Linked DNA regions of Mus musculus: region 2 is linked to region 1. A link is a contact called in public HiChIP or PLAC-seq data. All regions are on one chromosome and are shown on one strand. Each heading gives the region's core, a stretch centred on a gene start, on an enhancer-like site or on the middle of the called end of the contact. The rest is flanking DNA. Distances are from core to core; before and after follow the strand shown. Region 1 has its middle 140 kb from the start of Slc7a11. Region 2 overlaps Gm37548 (a long non-coding RNA gene).

The links. HiChIP or PLAC-seq counts read pairs in DNA pulled down with a chosen protein or histone mark.
Region 2: a contact with region 1 is called in an H3K27ac HiChIP or PLAC-seq map of neural progenitor cells, with 13 times the contacts expected there. The contact joins two enhancer-like sites. A contact is called at or near these places in 2 of 39 promoter capture datasets (hippocampal neurons and liver), 10 of 484 Hi-C or Micro-C datasets (the 3T3-L1 cell line, the C2C12 cell line, CD8 T cells and 5 more), 5 of 115 datasets of contacts at active chromatin or transcription factors (T-cell acute lymphoblastic leukemia, double positive thymocytes, embryonic stem cells and 1 more) and 1 of 9 other capture datasets (embryonic stem cells).

The regions. Positions count from the first base shown.
Region 1 is chr3:50,298,605-50,305,883 of GRCm38.p6, forward strand. No RefSeq gene overlaps it. Among named protein-coding and RNA genes, the nearest start is that of Slc7a11, 140 kb to the right of the region's middle. Within about 2 kb of position 2,442, at least 22 of the 459 cell types and tissues checked have an H3K27ac peak or open chromatin away from gene starts, as enhancers often do. A contact at or near this core is called in neural progenitor cells, where this site is marked.
Region 2 is chr3:50,879,947-50,886,843 of GRCm38.p6, forward strand. It overlaps Gm37548 (a long non-coding RNA gene), which reads right to left. Exons shown (of 2, transcript XR_003954473.1): 2 at 3,291-6,897. Among named protein-coding and RNA genes, the nearest start is that of Gm37548, 5.5 kb to the right of the region's middle. Within about 2 kb of position 2,630, at least 48 of the 459 cell types and tissues checked have an H3K27ac peak or open chromatin away from gene starts, as enhancers often do. A contact at or near this core is called in neural progenitor cells, where this site is marked.

The DNA of each region.
Region 1 (7,279 bases), core at 1,192-3,691:
TAACCATTTAAAAGAAGATTAAATTCAATTAGGCTGTATCTTTTCCTCATGACAGGCTGACTTCAAAGAACACTTTATACACTTTTCTACCCCATTGGCGTCCGAGTGCTGGTGGGCAGACACAGGGCACCTTCACACTCGGGAAGAAAGGATGGCACTATTTTTACACTCATTTACTCCCTGTATTTTAAGAATGGCCGGCACATGACAGGATACCCACCAGCACTACAGCCATGCTCAGAGACCAGCAAGGCTTGGGACCATTTGGAAGTGAAACCAGAACCCCTGCACCCAGCCCACCCGCCTGCCCTTGCTTTAGGGCCTAGAGCTGCCTTGAGCACTCTCTAAAGCTTAGTGGGCAGTGGGTTTTCCTCTGATTTTCTGAGTTCGTCAGTAATAAATTGAGAGCACTGAGTACTAGCTTGCATATGGAAATTTTATTTTAATCTGAAACTGGGGAATGGTTTAATTAATGATCTTATGAGTCCAATTGGCTCTTTGGTTAAATTACATTTTTATTGAGAATTCCATACATTTTGATCTACTCTATCCCTAATCCCTCTCCTCCAGGCCCCCCCCTTACCCACCCACCAGTTTTTCCTCCTAACTTGCCACACTTTGTTTTAAATCACCCTGGGTCCACTTAGTACTGCCTGTATGTGTGTGCATGGGTGGAGGAAGTGCTGCTGGAATCGGGACAACCTCTCTAGCATCATATTCCTGAAGATAACTGACTCTGGCTCTGCCAAACACCAGCAATTGCCAATAGCTCTTCAGCTACGAGTGGACTTCATGAATTATCCACAGTCCATGCTGGGGTTCTAGCTGACTTGCTCTTATGCCAGTCTTAAGCAGTCACTACCAGGCCACTCTGAGTCCCTTTGTGCAAGGACCACGTCACATCCTGCTGTTGGCTGTAGATGTCCACTACCCTGGAGCGTGTTGTCTCTCTGTCCCTTCGTCGGTGGTGATCTCTGAGCCTTGGGTGGGAGAAGGGGGCCGTGAATAGGTAATAGAGGAGTGATAGAGATATCCCACTTGGATTTGAGTTCTCTCCTGTTCTCTGCAAGTTGACCAGCTGTGAGGTCTCTGTGTTAAGCATGATCTTCTAAAAAAAAAAAAAAAAAAAAAGTAAGAACTTAGGAACAGTTACCTATCATGTCCATTTAACAAAGTAACAATAGTAGATGATCTATATATTTATAAATAATATTGTGTGCAATACTTACTAAGAATTTTGCTTCTTCAAAAGAAAGTCAATATCCCCCGCATATGAAGGGAAAGAAGAACCCAAACCAGCCCTGGGGAATTAGATCCGGTAGGAAATAATCAGATTGCGATTAGCCCTTTTCTTTTTATTCATGGACTGTTTGTGAGAAAGAAATATGGTCGGGAAAGTAGACATTTAAGAAGGAAAAAGAGAAACACTTAAAAAGGAAAACGCAGGCATTTGCAGCTGGAAGCTTGGAACGAAAGACCGACTCCTCTCACAGAAACAAAGACGTGCACCTGCCTCTCACCACCTTCTTTCTCTCAGCTGCTCAGATGCACAGGCCGTTGTGGGTTTTTTATCTTTCCGTAATTGCGTTGCTGCTTCAGCCAGGACGCTGTGGCATTTGGCCAAGGTTTCCCTGCATGGTTGCATTTTCTACAGAGATAAAGAAGGAAGAAGAACAGTGTTTAAAGCAACCCCTTCTTCATGGTGGTGTATGGTAGGGAGAACCGTGCTCCTGGTGCCCCAGCGAGTTGCCCACTGCCCTCCACCTCCCCGGCTTCCGCACTCAAAGGACAAGGGGGAAGCAAAGAGCTGTTAGTGATTTTTCAGTTTTTGTTTCTTCGTTGGCATAAGAGTGCATGGTAGTCCAGTTTGCTTGTTTCATTTTTCAGTGGTTTGATGGTTGCGCAGTCACCTAACAAAAGAAGCAACCAAGGGCTGAAGGAATCAAAGAAAGGAAGGGCCGGCTGGCCTGGCCTTTCTCTTTGGCTGGAAACTGCTTGAAGTTAATTGCTCACATAAGAAGAATAACTGCCGGTGCTATAATTGAATTTTTATGGAAATAAACAGGTGGCAGATTTACTATAGCTGTGGGGATGGTGGGGGGTGAGACGCTGTAGCTAACATTAACCTGTTTAATTTAATAGCCTGGATACTCATACAGGGGGGAAAGCAATGCAGCTCATGGAGTCAGTTGGATGCCAAATGTAAATAACTACAGTTACCCAAGCATGCCCATGTGGTTGAGCAAGAAAGGGCACTGGGCCAGCTTTGACTTAATTTCTGAATGTGTTAATTAACCTACTAGAAGTATGAAAACTCTTAACTCATGAAGAACCAACCTCCCCCCCCCCCAAAAAAAAAAGATCAGGATAAAGAAACACGAAAAAAAGAGAAAAATAGGATGACAATTGACAAAGACTCTGCTGACATGAATAGCAAGACCTAAGTTCTTGCTTTGTGGGGACTTGCATTACTGAAGGAGACTGCGCTGGGAGATGAGTGAAAAGCTAGCTCTGCGCTATGCTGCCCCCAAGTGGTCTAGTTTGGGAAATGCATATTTTTATTCTGAGGGAAAAAAATGTGTGTCTGCTTTTGACTTATTTATGGTCTTGATGTGTACTTTTAAGCCAATCAATAAAAAGTGGTTGTATTTAAACTTTCGAAGACTTTATTTCAACAAGAAACCAACATGTTAAACTCTCTGTACCTGTATTTTATTCATTTTTTTCTTTAAGAATGAAAGTGCATTTTAATGAAAATGAAGTCTCCTATGAAACAAAACCAGTCACCACGGGATATATCAGGAGACGGAATCCACTGTCACCTTCCCCCCGGATCCTGGTGGAATAAATTCCCAGGTGAGGCAGTTAGCAAAGCAATTTTCCCGTACTGAAGATTACACACAGAAAAGTAGACATGAGGCTGAAGTGGAGATTGTCAACGTGAAAAACAAGAAATAATTTGCATGTTATTTGACTCACCTGATTGAATACCTGAGATTTTAGGAGGCAGGGGACTCATCCTAGCACAATTGAGTTTGGGTTGTTTGGAGATTTGTGAGATGTTCTGTTTGTTTTGTTTTGATTACCATAAATTGAGCTATTAAATGAAAACTCCTGAACTGTGTTCTCCTTTCTTTTTTTTTTAATTCGTTTTTTTTAATTAGGTATTTTCTTCATTTACATTTCAAATGCTATCCCAAAAGTCCCCCAGACCCTCCCCCACCCACCCACTCCCCTACCCACCCACTCCCACTTCTTGGCCCTAGTGTCCCCCTGTACTGAGGCATATAAAGTTTGAAAGACCAAGGGGCCTCTCTTCCCAATGATCTAATGGCCTTGTTTCGTCTTTAAGCCCATTATGTTCTGCGAATATTTTCTACATGTGTCTTTCCTAAAGAACGTTGGCTGACCCACTGCAGCCGGCTGATCTATCAACTGCCTTTGCTCTGCATCACAAGATTTATTTCTGTGTAGAGACTGCAATAACTTATTAATGTACCTGGTAAACCCATTTATGGACCAGTAACTCCACATTCATTTCATCATTTAACATCCCCACCCTCCACTCTTACATGAAAGATTGCTCAACATCCTCACAGAAACTTTCACGTTCCTTAAATACAGGACCAAGAACATTGGTTCTCGTTTTTTATTTAATAGATGATAGATAGATGATATAAATACATACATGGATACATAGATAGATACATAGATAGGCACACAGATAGATGATAGATGGATGTGGATAGATAGATAATGATGATGTTAATGATCATGATGATAGATACATACACACATGATAGATGACAGATTAAAAGAGAAGTGATATATGTATAATAGGTAGATGATAGAAAATAGATATGTAGATGAGTAGATGCATGATAGATGATATAGTTTAGATAGAAAATGATAGATGACTGATCATATGTAGATAGCTAATAGATGATAAATTATAGATGGTATATAAACACAGATTATAGATAGATAATAGAGAGATTGTAGATATATCTTGCTGAGCAAGTTAACAAATGCAGGCACACTACTTTACTTTTTCCATTGCTTCTTGCCGACAACCATCAATCAATCTGTGACCACCAGGTAATCTGTACTCCATCCATCCCCCCTCCTATATATCCCGCAGCCCTCCCTGTCCCTGAACCCCTACAATGAACTCTCACTTGGAGTACTGCCACATTTGTTATCTTATCTTGCCACTCTCCTGTCACACGCCCACTGCAGCCAGTGAAACCCTTAAACATCTAACCACAGCTCCTTGCTTCTACCGTGAACCTGACTCTCATTGTTCTAAAGCTCGGGCAGCTGCCACATGAACTTTGATCTTGGTGGATAATGAGTATGAGTTTGTTGAATGAACACCTGGGGGATCTGCTTTATAATGTTCAGTATTTCCTGCATCCTCCTAGCTCCTTCGGATTCTTTTATCATCTAGTGTTTGATTGTTTACTGTGGAGCAGCAAGTCAAATCCAGGGCTTCCCGTGTGTTAGGCAAGTGTTTCCCTCTAGAGCTCTACCCCAACACTAAAAGCCTGAAAACTCTCTACATGGTGGAAATAGAAAAATGAGACAAATCAGCAACTCAGCATCTTGTGAGCTCAAAGCAACAGCTTTTGTTTTAGATTCACCTGTAGGTGTGATTTGCTTTCGATTCAGGCCTTTAGAATATGGAAATAGTTCTCATCATAATAGCCTGCTCCATGGCCCAGGGACCCAGATGACAACTTTACCAATTGCTTAAGAGACCCATTTCAGTCCTAAAGGCAGAAAAAATTTGCAGCACTCAACTATCTAGAAACCAACGAAGATCCAAATTTAATTGATAACCTAAAGTACAATTTGTTGTTCAGTAAAGACAGTGGCCTTTCTCGGGGCTCCTGGAATCAGAGTAGCTCAGCATCAGGCACCCCAAATCTGGGATCATTTCCCTTCCTGGAATCATGTTTGTTGTATGTATTTTCATGATCTAGAGTCTTTTGGTTCCTTTACATTTTGTTAGCATTCTGTCGTATTCCGTTCACACAGAGATCAGCACTTCCATGAAATGTCTGAGTAGCCAGATCTAGGACATATTTTAGGTACATGACCTGAAATGTAAGCAGTCTATTTTGGTCACAAAGTCAAAACAATAACACTTGGTACTTGAACATGTTTATGTGAATGTTGACCCCTGGAAGACATTACCCTTAGGATGTGATATCTCTGCGTACGATGCTTGCCTGATCACTTGTATAAAGGAACGTCAGCTCTTTAGAATGCTTGCTCCACAAGGACAGCATGTCACATCCATTGTGCATAAATCCTGAGCAAAGAATAGGCTGGCCACATTAAAGGCTATTTATCTGCAATGCTACTAAACAGCCAGAGATCCCTTGCTGAAGGCGGGGAGGAAGATTGACTGCACACACGGTGCTCTCACTGCTGAGTCCATCATCAAAGAATTCTTCTTATGGGTTGGAACTCACATCTGAAAATTGACTGTGAGTGCTCAGCCCTCTGTTATAGTGACCTAGGTAAGACCTATGCTTCCCACGCGTGAAGCATTTTCTATAATGCACTTCAGAAAGGACTATTTACTCTTGCCTCTTTCAGTGAAGGAACTGATGGTGACCAAAATATATTCCTGCATTTCAGAGCTTAAGGAAGAAGGGCTTGGCCTGCTGCTGGTTCTGATGGGCATAGCAATTATATTGCTTGCCTGTAGGTGGCACCAGTTGGCTGCTACTACCCTGGAATGGTCCATCCTCAAGGCCATCACAGAACGTCAACAGAAGCATCTACCACCAGGATAAGAAGAGGAGCTCAAGTCTTGTTCAAAACTGTGCCTCTCTTGACTAATGCGTTTCCCAGGACCTTGATTAAAGACATCCTCCAGCCCTCTTGGGACCAAGTAAAGGGAGGACAGTTTGAATGTTATTTTACCTCAGAAGATGTCCTTCTCTAATAAACTGCATATTTTGTAGGACACCTAGCATCTCAGCTTTCTTATCCAAAGCCACGATTGAATCTAGCCTCTAGTCAAGAACTAAGCCTCCATGATATGACTCCCTCCTACCACTCTGGCTAAAACTTCCATTGTGAAATCTCAGAAAAAAACTAACTCTCTTGTAAAGTTGGACACTGAAATATGACCAAGGTCAATCGTGCTTAGAAATCACTATTATTCTTACACATAGCTTCCATTTTTGTTATAAATGAAAAGAATTCTCTCCAGCTAGCTTTCACAATGCTACTGACTCTCTCTGACACGTTGGGATCTGCCCACTAGTTAAAAGCCTGAAGGTGATGAGATAGTCGAAGAACAGTCTCAAGATGAGCTGATTTTCCCTTACATGGTTGGCCTATACATTAATTTCTTTACCCATCACTATGATAAAACTCTCAATTAAGAAATAAGGAGTGAGCATTTATTTCAGCCCAGGATCTAAGGAGATAAGTTCACATAAGAGAAAGCATGCTGACAGGTGGCTATACGGTGGCCAGCATATAAGCCTGACAATTGTTAAGTCTTCTACTCTTAATTTGCAGCAGAGAGAGAGAGAGAATATAATATCTAAGAGCAATCATGGAACAACTTCTATGGGTAGATGCTACTTCTTGGTCTTTACAAGGCATCTCAAAGCAACAAAATCAGCAAGGGACCAAGTGTTCATACTATTTCATATTTAAACCAGAGTTCCCTAAGAAACAGGAACAAAGTTTTTTCCGGTCAGAAAATATACCCATCAAAGAAGAAAGGGCATACTCTGATATTCCCAAGCATAGATAAAACTTACACATGTTTTATAGCCCACTGATCAGCAAAGGAGGACAGGTGTTTTCAGATTTGAAACACTTGAAATCCCTTTGTCATGAGTAGTAGTCGATGTGATATCATTGAACAAAGCTGAAAAAGAAAAATGCAGTTGGCTTCTTGGAGCCATGCAGACTGGCACAGCAATGGGGAGATGGGCCATGCATCTAAGTCATTCTCTGTTTCAGGAATCACTCATAGGACCTGACTCTGAGGTTCAGGATCCCTCATGTTTGTATTCATTGTCACATTTATGAGATAGCACCAGCAGGGCACAGATTAATTTGACAACATTGATACTAATCACTGAGAAAAGCTTTTTAACTATGCAGAAGTTTAAAGAAGCTGAGAGCATGGAGATTCCTAATGATGTTAGCATTCCTGAAGTTTTGTCTTGGTAGCACTGAAGAATTTTGAGATAATAAACTTAATTACTCACTTTCCAGTTGTTTATTGTTCTCAGGATATCCC
Region 2 (6,897 bases), core at 1,380-3,879, 580 kb after region 1:
TATGTGTGTCTGCCTGCCTGTGTCTGACTGTGTGTATCTCGGTCTGTGTGTGTCTATGTCTGTCTGTGTGAGTCACATGTGTGCAGGTGAGGGTAGAGCCCAGAAAAGGTTATCAGTTCCCCTAAAACTGGAGTGACAAGCAGTGGGGAGCAACCTGACATGGGTGCTGGGATCAGAGCCCTAGTCTTACAAGAACAAGAACAACTAGCATTCAGCACTCATAACCACAGAGCCATCCCTCCAGCCTGGCGGTGTGACTTCTAACATCCCAGCTAACACAGAGACACAGCTCAGAACTGTGAACGAATGGTCTTTTCCATTTCGTTTTCTTTATCCCTCTTATCTCCAGATTCTTCATATGGAAACTTGCCAAATTCTTCTCCTTAACCTTCCTCACCATCAATTTCTTACCCACATTCTCCCAGAGGTCCCTGTTTCCAGCATGTTCCTTCTGTACTCTCTCTTTTCTAAGTGAGTGGTCTTAAAAAATTTAAATACTCCATTTTAGAACCTCTCTCACCTTCACCCAGCTGAACCTTATGATCACCTATCTATCTATCAATCTATCTATCATCTACCTATGCATCGTTTACCTATCTATCTATCTATCTATCTATCTATCTATCTATCTATCTATCTATCATCCATCTCTCTGTGGTAGTTGTTTTAACTATCAACTTAGCAGAGTGTGGAGCAGGCTGAAGATGTGGTTATTGCCTGTCCTCTCTTGTGATCTGGAAAGGGCTTAGTCTTGGTCATTACCAATGCCTTACTTAAATTCGGTGCCTCTTCATGTAACCCCCAGTACCTGTCTTTCACATTTCCACGTACAGTCTAAGAAGTCCTCTCGTACCACCTCCTTCCTGGAAACTTCTCCTCCAGATGAGACCCACCTTTATGATTCTCATGACATGTTTATGGCTAAGTCTGGTCCCTCTCCACAGCTAAATTCCAAACATCGTGTAATATTCTTGAACTCGGAGGCATTATCCTCTCTTCTTATGACCCAGAGCTGCCTAGAGTTGATTGGCACTGTGTCAGGACAGACAATAAGGGATTAGGACAGGTGTGATTGTTTGGAGTGGTAGAACGAGAGAAGCCTGGCCTAGGTCCTAGCATTATCTGGATAGACAGATTCACAGCTCTGGGGGGGGGGGGGTTGGGGTAACAATCTGGAACCTTCCACATGATCCTGCGGTGTCATTTCCACATGAACCACAAGTTTAATAAGAGGAAATCACCGAGATTCCAAAATGCCACCCCAAATGACTTCTGCTGTTGCTGTTGTTTTGTTTGCTGGTTGACAATTTTGTTTTGTTTTTTCATGAATTAACCAAGCTTTGTCATGTCTAATATGCAAAACAAAAACAAACAAACAAGCAGAAACCACGCCTCTTGTCTGCTCGCTATAGGAGCTGTCCCATTTCGGTTATAGAAAGGCCACTGCTGCTGCTGCGGGTACACTTGCTGAATCTCTTTCCTCTGTTAAGGAACCATGCCTGGAACACAGGGTATCATATTCTGAACAAGTTCCACGTCCTTCCTGCCTCCAGGAAACCTCACAGTTGGAGCCTTGTCCTCCCTGGTGAGAGGTCATAGAAATGCTCTCCATTAATTATGGATGAAGATTCCCAGTGAGAGGTGAGCCAATAGCCAGACACAGAGACACTGTCCCAGACCCCAACCCTCTAGGGAGCAGAGACACTGAGGGAGACACTTATGACTGTCCTCCATTTTCTACCCAGTCACACACCCCACAGGGGGTGTGAATAAGGGAAAAGAAAGATCAAAGAGCAAAAGCTAACACCACAGGAGAAGGCAGAGAGAGTGGAAACATGGATAAAAGAGAGGGGAGGGCAAAGGAGAATGAAGGAGCTGAGAAGCAGGGGGCAGGCGGGAGGAGACAGAGTAGCAGAGATGGGGACCTTAATGAGGTGGCTGGGCCTCCGGTTCCTTTTCTCTCCTTGATATTTAACCGCCTTCCTAACTGAAGTGGGTGGGGCGGTGCTGGGGTAAGCCAGCTGCTGCCGTGCCACTGCCTCTGGACCGCTGGGTTCTGGTCTTCCTGGACCCTCACTGTGCCCTACACTGAAGTGTGGGAATGCCTCTGAAGTGTGGGGAACTTGAAAGTATCCACTGGTAGACAGCTCAGCTCTTCCAACAAAATCCATTTCCGTCAAATTATCACTAGTGGCAGTGATAGAAAAATTAATGATTTCTTGAAGGGACTATTGTATTTAAATATTTCAAGCCTGTTGGTGTGATGTGTGTCAGCGAGAGAGAAACATATTGACTGGGAGCCACAGCTAATGCTGGCTTTTATAAATATCCTGTCAGATAAATAATGGCTCTCAATGGATCCGGTATGATGTACGGTTCTAAAGCAAGCAGGGTTTTGCCAAGAGGCTCAAAGGAGACTGCCATGACAATGGCATAAGCTGAATAATGGGATTTTTTTTCGTTTATCTTCTGTACCAGAGAAAGAAGCGGTAGAGAGGTTTGCTCGGTGGGCACCAAGGACAGAGTAGATTGATTCTTCAGATTTCACAAAGGATCCAAACTTCTGAGGCTTCTACTGAAAGCCTCCCGCATACCAAACAGCAATCCCTATTTGCATTTGAATCCGTCCATCCAGCAGGCTGGCCAAACCCAGGCACCCCAGGATTACCCTGCTGCCACAGGGAACAGCTCCTCTTGGCTCACAGGAGAAAAATCAAGAGCCTACAAGTGCCAATCGGGATCAATCACTGTCTGAGCAGTGTAGACTATCCAACCTTATATTCTATCATCCCCCTCCCTCCCCTAACTGTCCCTTCATGTCACAGGGAATGGAAACCTGATTAGGAAAAGTGAACGCTCTCAGTTTGCTTCCTATGAAGAAGAACCAGTATTAACTGAAGGGAGGGATGAAGGAGAGGTTTAAATTGCTAAGTAGATACTGTTCTCTGTGGATTCTGTGTGTTCTTCTCCATGGATCCCAATATCCACAGACAGATGAAGACTGTCAATAAACACTGGCATGGCCACGATTCATCCTCAAAACACGTTAGCTGCCAAGAAGTTGCAGAGTTCCAAATTCCCAAGCACCTGATTCAAAAGGAGACAGTTAAATTGGACTCTTCCAACCTACTCCGGTTTAACACTACCTTCTCCTAAGGCAATTAAGACTCTCTGTGCTCAAGCAGATAAACAGAGTTGAAAATTAATTAGAACGTGAAAAAGATGAGGATATGAGGATGAGCTAAGGGGGGAAAAACAAACCATGTTGATCAGCAATAATTCAAAAGAAGTCATCTTAACTGAAGTCAATTTATTAATAGGTTAACGTGACATAGAACTCTCAAAAATACAAGTTCAGGGATAGCAATATAGCTCAGTGATCGAGGTACTACCAGATATGTAAATACCTTGGCCACCAACACTATATATATGTGTGTGTGTATACATATATATGTGTATGTGTTTGTGTGTATATGTGTGTGTGTGTATATACACAAGAGCAGATACACACACACACATGTATGTATAATGTTTAAATCAAACTTGTTCTTATATAACCACTATCCTACCTGTCCTTAGACACATGAGGCCCCTACATGTTCCTGCTAGGACTCCATCTGGGATAAAGTGTAGGGAAAAGAAATTACAACTCATCTGCATGGTTCTTCGGTTTTTGCTTGGATGAGAATGGAGACACATTTTTCCCACCTCCCCAAACACCATGGCTATTTGTTTACACAGTAACTTTAGCTTTGTCACATAACTATAAATAAATATTACTTAATGACAGGGCACATTCTAAGAGACAATTCATCATCCAATGATATTGTTGCAGTATAAGTATTCAGAGGATATTGACACAAACTACACATATTCAAATGGTAGAACCTATGATACACCTGAACTATATGGAATATACAGTCTGCCATTGATCAAACCATCATTTCAGTGCTCCAGTATGTTTATATGTACGCCACTGTCTATAAGTGGACTCTGTTAAAAATCAAGCCTTCCAGAGACACAGAAAGCCACACCATATCTTGTGCCAAGTAGAGTCACACTGGGGACCTGACGACTTGACTTTTCTATCACATAAATGCTTTATCAGGATAAAGCTTGGCTCTCTATCATAGGAAACAATGACAGCCTCCAAAGAAAAACATGATAGATGTGTAACCTCCCTTGGTCTCATATACTTTTTAACTTTCTATTGATTCTTTGTGACTTTCCCATCATGCACTCCGGTCCCACTCATCTCCCTACCCCCTCATATCCACCCTCCACCCTTGCAACCTCCCTCCCAAAGAAAATAAAAGCACACAAGCAAATAAACAAAACAAACATCAGAGAATACATTTTGTTGTGGAAGCTGTTGTGTGTCACAATGTGTCCCACAGGATATCCCGCTGTCCATACATCTTCACTTGCAAATCTTCATTGCAATGAGTCATTGATCTGGTTCGAGATTGCTGGCTTCTGTAACACCTTCAGTACTGGATCCTCACTGGAACTCTTCCTGGTTATCCTATTGTTGCCCTGTGTCTCAGAGATCCTGCAGCTTTGGATCAGCCGGGCACACCCTATCATGTGTTCCAACAGTTCACAGATGATGTAGATCTTGGAGTGGGCTGACTCAAAGCTCTGGGTCTGGGCCTGTGTGGTACCTGAGCTGATCTGCCTCCTGGCTCTCCCGCATCTGTAGCATTAGGGCTAGCACTCCTGCCCTGTTCTGGTGGCCACCCAATGTTGCCATTAGCAAGAGGCAGGGCCAGCACTCATGCCCTTGGGATTGGCTCACCTACACCTCCAGAGTCAGCACCATTGTGCTGCCCAGTGAGATGTAAGGACAGTTCCTCAGTGTGCAGAAACCAGTGAGAGGTGGGGCCAGTTCTGCCCAAACCTTGGGCATCATGTAGTGCCCAGACCAGGGACTTCCCTATGGTCTCTAATGGTAATATGAACCACTGGATAGCCCTGGACCCTAGTGTGGCCCTCTGAGGCAGCACAGGCTTCATCATGGCCTCAGGCAACAGGGCCTAGTTACTCATAGCAGACTATTCCTCTCCACCGTCGTATCTCCAGTTCCACCTTTTTTATAATGTTCAAACTGTTCAGCTTTCTTTCTCTCCCATCTGTCCACCACATATTTGCATCTTGTAGCTCCCACTGCAGGTGAACATGTGGCTTGCAGGCCTCTGGATGAACTCCTCTGTCCATGTGAGGTAGGGGGTGGGGGGGTGACAGCAAGCGGACCTTGTAAGTGTTTTCAACCTGCCCCTGTGGCATGGTAGTAGGTGGGTCTGTAGACATCTTCCCCTCCTGTGTCTTGTGGCATGGAAGCAGGAGGGCCTCTGTGTGTCTACAGTCTGTGCCTGCCACGCAGCAGAGGGAAGGATTCTGGGATTCTTACACACACCCCACCCATCCTGCCCCTGCCAGCACTTCATGGCTGGTCTCTCATATTTGTAAAGAAAATGTCCTTAAATGGCCCCTGCTTCTCAGTGGCTCAGCTCCTTGGACACATTCTTTAGAGGAAAAGAGAAAGGAGAGGAAAAACACAGAACCAGATTCCTATTTTCAGGGTCTCTGGCCACCGGTCTGATTTGCGCTCCAGTCGCATTGTCTTTCAACTTCTAGTTGTTCACCATGATGTCTGACCCTTGTCCCATCTCGCAAACAACATGTTCCCCCATCTTCCATGAAGCTATTCTTTCAAATTCTCACTCTTATCTTACCACCATGAGGTTGTACACCAGAGGGAAATGTCAACTTCCAGCACCCCCACAATTAGGGAGAAGAGCTTGAACCAAAGAGCATAAGGGGACCTGGGTTCTGATGTGAGTCCACAAGTAGCCCTTCCTGATAGCTCCTCCAACTAAACAATACACACACACACGCACACACACACACACACACACACTCAAATGCACGCATGGACACACATGGTGCACACAGTGGCCATTTCTATGATGTATAGCTGTAGACTATGGCTTCCCTCTCTTGGAGGTATTAGATGAGCAAACATAAGATTTTCACTTGGAAGGTGTGAGGTATCATGCAGTATATATCATGTTCACTCAGATGCTTCCCCTTCCAAAGATGGTGCCTCTCATCTGAGAGCCAGATACCACTTACTCCTGGATGACTGAAGTGTTCCTCCATCCAAAATCAAATGGATTCCCTTGTTTCTTATTGTCTGACCCCTGCTACATTCCCGCACATAGGCAGTTTCTAGAACATTCCATTGGGCGACAAGTAAGGGAATATAATTTTCACTAACAATCGATAGTGAAGACACTATTTGCACATGCTAAACCGCTCTATGGAGTGGGTTCCCTGAACCAGCCATGGGGCCTTCATGTCCATAAGAGTCAGAAGAGAACAATTTTGATGGCGTCTCTGCTCTCAGGTATCTCACACGCTTGTTCATCGGAGGATAGAAAAGAAACTACGAACATTAAAAGAAGCCAGAGCAGGCAAAGTAGTAGCACTTTGTGGTGAGCCCTTTAAGCACCATTTTACCACAGCCCAAACCCTAGGGAGGACTCAGCAGCAACATCTGCACTAACAAAGCTTCTCCACCCCACCCTGGCTACTCCACTTCCCCAAACGGTGACTTTAGGTGGGCTCCTATTGAATGGGTGCAAGGATGTAGTCCTGCACAGCGCTGGCAAATCAAGTGACTTTGCTCTCTGAAATTCCAAAACGAAGCGGGGTGAATGTCCTATCTTCCTTCCTACTCTATTTTCGTTCACCAGGTGTAAGCAGAGAAGCCGAGAGAATGGTGAGATTAAAAATGCATGACTTCCCACCTCCAAGATTCCTTTGCAGATTCTCTAGCCGACTTTGAGAAGATCACGTTTCGGTTTTTGAAGGAGTGTTTTCTTTGTTCCTTCG